Linked DNA regions of Mus musculus: region 2 is linked to region 1. Evidence: chromatin contacts called from public Hi-C data. All regions are on one chromosome and are shown on one strand. Each heading gives the region's core, a stretch centred on a gene start, on an enhancer-like site or on the middle of the called end of the contact. The rest is flanking DNA. Distances are from core to core; before and after follow the strand shown.

Region 1 (4,051 bases), core at 167-2,666:
AAGGAAAGAGTAGAAAGAAAATCTTTTGCAAAGAAATCTGTAAATAAGAGATTCCTGATGAAACTGTTCTTATCTGGGATCCTTGAGGAATGCTAGCATTACATAAGCATGTGGGAAGAGAGAAATGTCACACATGATATGATGCAAAACTCAATTTCCTATTACTCCATTAAAAAAAAATCTAGTAGGAGGACCATGGTATATTTGTATATAATTCATTGACAAAGCTGATTTAATAATCATGTGTTTTTCACACATGTTAGTATTTTATAAGTCCTACCCCCGACCCCTAGTTCCGGCCCTGATCCACCCTGTCCCAGCCCCAGCACCAGGTCCCACCCCTGTCCCAGCCCCAGGCCCCTTCACCTTGCTTTAATCTTCTGCATAAGCAGAAAAGGAGGAAGGAGAGGAAGGGAAGAAGAAATTGAGTTTGGTAATCCTCGACCAGGATGCCAGCCGTTCTGAGGCGATATTATCAGTCGCATTATCGGTTCTAGAAAAAGCATGCTCAGTAACATGAAAACATGCTCAAATTATATAAGCATGTGCAAATTGTTATGATACTGAGCAAGATCGTGGATAGATATATCCAGTGATTCACAAGCAAAACCTCCGTTGTTTCTCAATTTGGGGAATGATATTCTCCAAAATGTTTATTTGTTTCCAGTCTTTTTTGCTCCATTGTTGCTTTTAATAACATTTTTAGGCCAGCAATTTACTTAAAGAGAAGAAAGAACTGAGTGCACAGAACTGTCCTCTGACCTAAGGACATAAATGTGTCTACTGAAGTATTTTATCATGAGTATAACGACAACCCCAGTACACAAATTCCTTCATTTGCTCGTGGCAGTTTCTTAGAGTTTTTCTCTTCTCTTTCTCCACTCTAACTGGAGGAACACCACTATTTCCATCATCGCTGACCAGAAGGCTCCTCATCTGACTTTAAAAGTCTGAAAGACTGAGTGTTGGAAAAGAATAATCTCAATGTTGCAGGAAGGATCACATGAATAGTGAGGAAGTAACTCCAAGGCGATTTCCTTTTGCAAAGAGAGTGCATCACATCCCGAACAGGGCCAGCACGGGAGCCTGATGGTCATCCCTAGAGAAAGGCGGCAGCGACAGTTGGTTATTTCTCTTCGATTGGGCGGTCAACCTCGCAGACTAGTTCTGATTGGCTAATTTGGAAAGCTGCAGGAAGGAAGCAAAGGAAAGAAGAGAGGGACGGGCTACTGTCCAATCCATCCGTTCCAGGGATTTAGCAGGTCTTGTGCATAAACAAAAGTTTTACCAGGTAGAGTTTGAATCCCTTCACACATACATTTTTACAAGGTAAGAGAGGTTTTGTAGAATACTGGTGCTTGGCAGGCTAGCTGCCTTTGATGGGGGAAGGGAGGATTTCTCAAGAGCAAAGGTCAGGGGAGGCCACTAGGGGAGCCCAAGTCTATCTTTGTTTTAGCTCGGGCACTGTGAATAACAAACGCCCTCTTCTCAAAAGGAGGCAGAATATGGGAAAAGATCCTTCTCAAGTCTGATTTCTCATAATCTCCGAAAGGAAAGCCTTCTACATCCTGCTTGCTAAGCCTCCCATAAGGAAAAATTACTATTCATTTGCCTACGCTCACACATTCACACAGTTTCCTCTGGATTCTAATCTTCTCGTAATGGAGAACAAAGGTCTTCACAGTACTACTAGGCTTTGCCCTCTAGTTCAGGTTTAGAAACCGCTGGGCTCTCTTGCCTCTGGGCGAGCCTGTCTACTGCATTTCACAGAGGAGGAAGAAACGAAAAGCAGAGGAAAGACTGTATAGCCCTAAGCTTTTTTTCTTCACTTCTGTACGATCTGCCTAGGAATCCCCAAAGCAAGTAGAAGATAAATAAGCCCTGGTCTATTCTTCCTTTGTTTGAGATTTAACTCTCAAGGAGATTTCCTTCAAGGATTGGATTTGAGGAGGCCTTTTCACTTTGTATAGATGATTTGAGCAGATCATTTGCATCTATAAAGGGACGGAGGAAACCCTGAATGGTGGCCACTTCTATAGAAGAAACAGTGAAGGAGCTTCGTGAATTTATTCTACCCTGCGCATGGGAAAAGCACAGAGTAGAGTTTTCAGGGCCCAAATATCATCCCTAAATAGCTATAGCTCTCTTTGCAATCGCTTCACGTCACCAGTTTCAAAGCTACAATCCCCGGAAAACAAAAATTCCAGATAGTCTTAGTCATATTCTCTCTCTCTCTCTCTCTCTCTCTCTCTCTCTCTCTCTTCGTGTGTGTGTGTGTGTGTGTGTGTGTGTGTGTGTGTGTGTGATCCAGTATTAAATACAATATTAACCCAGTGTAACCAGCAAGTCAAGAAAAATGATAACTACAAACTGAAAACCTTGGAGCCTCTTCTATCAACAGATTTCTTTCACAAATCAGATACTGCTCAAGCTATATGTTCTCATTTGTTCTCAGTTAAGTGATGCTCCCCTTATTAAAGCCAAGTAGACTTTCCTAAGAGAAATAACAAAATAAAATGCAGAGCAACTGAACAACAACAACAAAAAAAAATGATTACAATTAAGGAGATAATAAAGAGGAAAAGAAGAGCAGACATAAATCACAACAAATGGAACAGAGGCAAGATCCAAGTTATAATACCATACAGGTCTATTTATGATTTATATATCATGGGCTAGGAGGATTTTTTTTTTTCACTGTGGAGGAGGGGCTGTGAACAAAGAGTGCTCATGCACACCCGGGGAACAGTGTCAGATTTCACACACAGAGACAGCAGAGACTCTGCGGACCCGAGTAACACAGCAGCTCTCCACACTGACAGACAGAAGAGCTTCCCTGAGCCCCTTCATCTACCACCCGGCCACAGTACCACCTCTACCCAAAGCCTCGCCTACACCCTTCAAGCACAAAGATCAGACACATTACAAAAAGGAAAGCTCTGGCCACAGGGAAAGCTAGCTGAAGATAAGAGTTCTGTGGATGTCAGAGAGTATTAGCTTTATTTTTATCAGGTAAACAATAGAGATCATCGAGGTGTGTACGTGGGTATCTGATAAGAAGCCAGGTGTAACTCAAAATGCCGGACTGCCTATCCTCTTTCTCCAGCAATGAAGAGCCCTCTAGGGATCACTATTTTTATTTTTTTTTTAAGATTTATTTCTTTTCTTTTCTGTGTATGTGTGTTTTGACTGCACATACATGTACGCACGTGTACCACACATGTGCCTGGTACCCAAGCAAGCCAGAAGAGGGTGTCAGATTCCTTGGAACTGCAGCGACAGATGACTGTGAGCCAACATGTGGATGCCAGAATTTGAACAGAGTCCTCTGGAAGAGCAGCAATGCTCTAACCTCTGAGCCACATCTCCAGCCCTAATTCTTGCTTTTGGAAAGTAGTAGGTGGGACAAGGAAGGCTTCCAATCACATGAAAATAAAAGTCAGATGACGTGAGACCTGCAGAAGAGTGCTGAGATCGAGTTGTTCCGTGATATTGTAAAAACTGATAGACAGCCTCCATTTTGGATGCAAATACAGAGGCAAGTATGCAAACACCACCATGTGTCCTATACTGCCTATAGTATACAGACTAATAAATAACTTATCCTTTAAGATAGAAGGGGCACCACTCTATAAATTGCCTATGGTATATGGGACTGTGGGAGCACAGGGAAATATTAAAATTTATGCCAGAAAAAACTAGGTCCAAGAACTTATCACACACATCAGACTAAGGAAAGGATGCAGACCCTCACCTGGATTGCCAAAGAGGAGAGCAGCTAACCTTATGATGGCAGCAGCCTGCTAACCTGTCACTGACCACCTGATGTGTGTGTCAAAGCACAGACTCCTGACTATCCCAGGAGTCTCAGCTCCCCTTTGTCCCCATGGCCGATTCCACCTATTTGACCTTCCAGCCAGCCACTGCCTATTCATCTGGACTCCATCTTTCTCTTTTCCTCTACATTTTCCATGGTCCCACACCTTGCTTTTATGGTTCAACTTGACTGGGCAGCCTGATTCTACAGCAGCAGGAGTCCAACAAACCTTCA
Region 2 (3,966 bases), core at 1,018-3,517, 110 kb after region 1:
TACAGTGTACTTAAATAATAAATAAATAAATAAATAAATCTAAAAAAAAAGACAACTGTCTTTTTATGAGTTAATTTTATCGATAGCCAATTGTAATAAGTTTTCATTCATGCTATGTGAATGTTTGATTTTCTTAAACTTTTCTAGTTCTTCAGGGGGTTCCCCCCATCATATCTGATCCATACCACTCTGGAAGGGGTCCACAGACTATTCTCCTTTCCTGTCAACACAAATACAGAGCCTTTCTTCCAAAAATAGCATGTCCTTGGTCCAATAACTAGAATTCATTGACCATTTAACTTGACTTCTCTCCCAGAAGAGTTTTAGTATAACCACCAGACTCAACCACACTCATTTTGATGATTAAAACAATTCAAAGCAAATAAAGCAATGTAAACAATTATTAACCAATGAGACAGTGCTTTAGCTGTTCCCTGCCTTGACCTTCATAAGATCTGAATTATTTATATAATGTAAACTTAAATTCCCTTCTACTTACTGTATAATGCTATTTTCAGGCTATATTCCTATGTCCTAGTTTTCATGCCCTGGAGCCATGTGACTCAGCTCAGCTTGCTGAGAAACCAATTTTCTCCTCTTCCTAGACTTATATCATTTGCATGTGTGTATGCCATTCAAGAATCCCCAAATTAATAGTGCATTCTTGCTTTCCATGTGGTGTGCCATCTGTATCATGTAGACAAGGGAAGAAGGGGAAATCCTGCTGGTAAAGAGTCTTTCATTTTGCTCGGAGCTCAGAGCCGCTATCAGGTCATGGTAGACTAGGTAGCAGGGTTTCCCCACACACAGGTATGATGAGCCATTTTAGGGTTTTAGTTAATTCCAGATGTAGCCAAGTTGACAACCAAAAATAACAATCACAGTCTCCCTGTAGCCAGCTTAGTCTAGTGGCTATATGCTATAGCCTTGTATGAACTGGTTTATTCTATCTAGGGTTGAAATACTAACATAATTTCTATGGTCTCATTTTGTGTCTTAACAATCTTGGTGGGTTTGTGGTAATATCACACCATTGTTTATATTTGCATTTCTCTCATCACTGTGGAAGCCAACATCCCTGAGCTTTCCCCATTTCTATTGTTTGACTTACACCATACTTCCCTTTCCTTGTACTAAGGACATTCCCAACAGGAGGAATAATGACTTCACAATGCTTTTCCTTTTCTTTTTCCATCCCTCCTCTGCTTCTTCTACTGGTCAGTTTGATACTTCTCAGTATGCCTGTTAAGTAAAAAAATGACAATTCCATTATTTGTCATCCTTAGGTTATATACATTGATTTCCCATAAACATGGATAATAATAATCTAAGGTAGAATAATAATCTAAAGTAGAATATTAATTTACTCTACCTTGGAAATATGTGTTAAAGATGGCAGGAATAGGGGCTGGAGAGATAGCTCAGCTTCAAGAGCCTTTATTGCACAATCATGAAGACCAGAGTTCAGATTCAAGCACTCATTTAAAAAGTTGGGTGTCTGCAAACACCTGTAACAACAACACCTACACCCACATATATTCATAGATAGATAGATAGATAGATAGATAGATAGATAGATAGATAGATAAAAGAAATCTTTTTTCTTAAGGAACTGGGGACATAACCCATTCTAGGCAAGTAAATTCAGAATTTCTATTTTCCTCCTCCAAGTTTTGATGTTGTATAATTTTTTTTATATTACTTCTATATATGTTTAAATCTGTAACTTTAGTCTTCCTCCCCCTTTTTGTCCAGTTTCAGTTCTACAGTGGATACATTTACTGTCCTTTACTGTTCATCATAGAGAAAAACTTTTCTGTACCCTCTTGGATTACAGTGCCAGGGGCCTAAGCTACAGATTAGCAGAAAGCCTGTGCATTCTGATTGGGTTTACAAGGACCATATCATAAGAAGGAATGAACAAATGTGATGTTTTAGCCTCTAAACAAAGGGAAGACAATCTGAGCTTCAAGGGAAATAAATCAGGAGAATGTGACTGTGAAATATAGTGGGGGTTTATGGGTGATAAATGCTAGTGTAATAAGATCTGCTTCAATAACCTCAGCTTGGCATTGGCTCTGAAGGACCCAGTCTAACATTACAAACTCCATTTTGGATTCAGAGTCCATCTTATGTTAAGCTTGACCTTAACATGAGCTCAGTTACTGGAAAAAGCAGAATTTGTTCCAGGAACTAAGACACTCCTACAAAGGCCACAACTCCTCTAGCAAACAGCCACTCCACTCCCTAGTAACAGCCAATCAGCTCTTGGGAGGAAAGTACTTACTGTTCCAGATGTCTCAAAATAGATTGCTTAAGCAAGCCACTATTATTCATACCAAGCTGAAATCATCACTAGCCAGTAGAAATGTGCCAAGCTGTAATTTTCAAATGTCAACCAATCATGTAGCTGCCAAGTTGGAAAGCCCCTTACCGTACTGAAACTGTAATAAATAGAGAGGGCTTCACCAGCTCAGGGCCTTTCACACCCATCCACTGCATTGGAGAGGTTGGAGATGTCAAAGTTTGAGCTTGAATAAAGACTTAGCTTTTACATATAAGTTGGACTCTTGGTGGTTTCTGATGGTCTGTGGGGACCCCTAGGTCTGGGCACAACAAGCTCTTCATTTTTTATGACAAACACTCTTTCAGGAAATATAAAAGGCATCTTCTTTAAAAGGAAATTTGTTCCCTGCTTTTAGGCAGAAAAAAAATTGGCAGGGATCTCTTAAATGTTTAGCACCTTTAACACTAAATGATCATTGTTCCAAAGGGGCATCTTCTAGGGTGGTAGATACTGATCTCTTTCCCTAAATCTTTTGGAATATCTTCCTCAATCATACCTTGAATTTTAGAATTCATCTTTGAGAAATTTTCTTAAGAAATTTTTTGTTGGTTGGTTAGTTGGTTTTGGTTTCTCTGTGTAGCTCCAACTGTCCTGGAACTCTTTATAAACCAGGCTGGCCTCAAACTCACAGAGATCTGCCTGCCTCTGCCCCCCAAGTGCCAGGATTAAAGGTATGTGCCACAATACCCAGCCCCTTAAGAAATTTTGATAGGAGGACTAGAGATGTAACTCAGTCATAGACAACTTGCCTAGAACATACAAAGCCCTGGGTTTTATACAGTAAAGAGGGAAAAAGAGAGAGGAGGATGAAGATTGATTTTATTCCCTAGTTAATTTTATGTTCAAATCCATCTTCTGATGTTTTGTTTGGGGACATGACTGTATGTAAAATCTGTCTCAATTATCTCTTAGATGCCACCCCCAGGAACTTCTTGTGTCAAACATTGACAACCCCAAATTGCTCTTCTCTGCTACCTTGGAGGCATACCCCTCCCCATAAATACAATAGCCATGTGGCTGTGCTCTCATTCATTCTGGCCTTGAGTCACCCTGGGTCTGAGAAGTCTTATATCAGCCGCCTGCATAGCTGTGTTCCTTCCCTTGCTCCTGAAAGTACCTTTGTACCCCAGGCTGTCCCTATCACCCCCAGAAAGCTGTTACTAACTGCAATCAGCCACCAGCAGGCTCTTCTGAAGAGGCTTCTACCAAACATCATTGCTTTGAGAACTTTATATGGATTTTAAAGTGGGGCACTGTGCCGTGGGCTGGCTCAGTAGGAGTCCCTCAACCCGCAGAAGAATTCCGGGTCCCGGTACTCAGGTGAGCAAGGAGTTGGCAAGTGACAAACAGACACAAACACGAGAGAGTGTTGGATCTAAATGTAATTTCTCAAAGCGAACATCAGACTTATATTACAGAAGAAAACAAGGAAGTTAGGTGATACATTAAGGTCATCCGATGTATAATGACTCTACACAAAACAGAGAAATGCATACATAAAATCTGACAGGAACCAGGCAGTGTTTACAACTGGGATAAAAATCAGTGTTTACAACTGGGATAAAAATCAGCCCTACCTAAGGTCAGTTTATTCTTAAAAGCCAGGGGCAAGGGCTTCA

What was found. Hi-C and Micro-C count contacts between places; a contact is called where the count stands out from the background.
Region 2: a Hi-C map of uterus shows a contact between it and region 1. The contact joins two enhancer-like sites. A contact is called at or near these places in 2 of 15 datasets of contacts at CTCF or cohesin (embryonic stem cells and pro-B cells), 31 of 484 Hi-C or Micro-C datasets (CD4 T cells, CD8 T cells, the G1E-ER4 cell line and 14 more) and 14 of 115 datasets of contacts at active chromatin or transcription factors (T-cell acute lymphoblastic leukemia, effector CD8 T cells, embryonic stem cells and 7 more).

What each region holds. Positions count from the first base shown.
Region 1 is chr6:37,591,150-37,595,200 of GRCm38.p6, forward strand. No RefSeq gene overlaps it. Among named protein-coding and RNA genes, the nearest start is that of Gm33429, 62 kb to the left of the region's middle. Within about 2 kb of position 1,417, at least 120 of the 459 cell types and tissues checked have an H3K27ac peak or open chromatin away from gene starts, as enhancers often do. A contact at or near this core is called in CD8 T cells, regulatory T cells and uterus, where this site is marked.
Region 2 is chr6:37,703,569-37,707,534 of GRCm38.p6, forward strand. No RefSeq gene overlaps it. Among named protein-coding and RNA genes, the nearest start is that of Gm38791, 9.1 kb to the right of the region's middle. Within about 2 kb of position 2,268, at least 57 of the 459 cell types and tissues checked have an H3K27ac peak or open chromatin away from gene starts, as enhancers often do. A contact at or near this core is called in CD8 T cells, regulatory T cells and uterus, where this site is marked.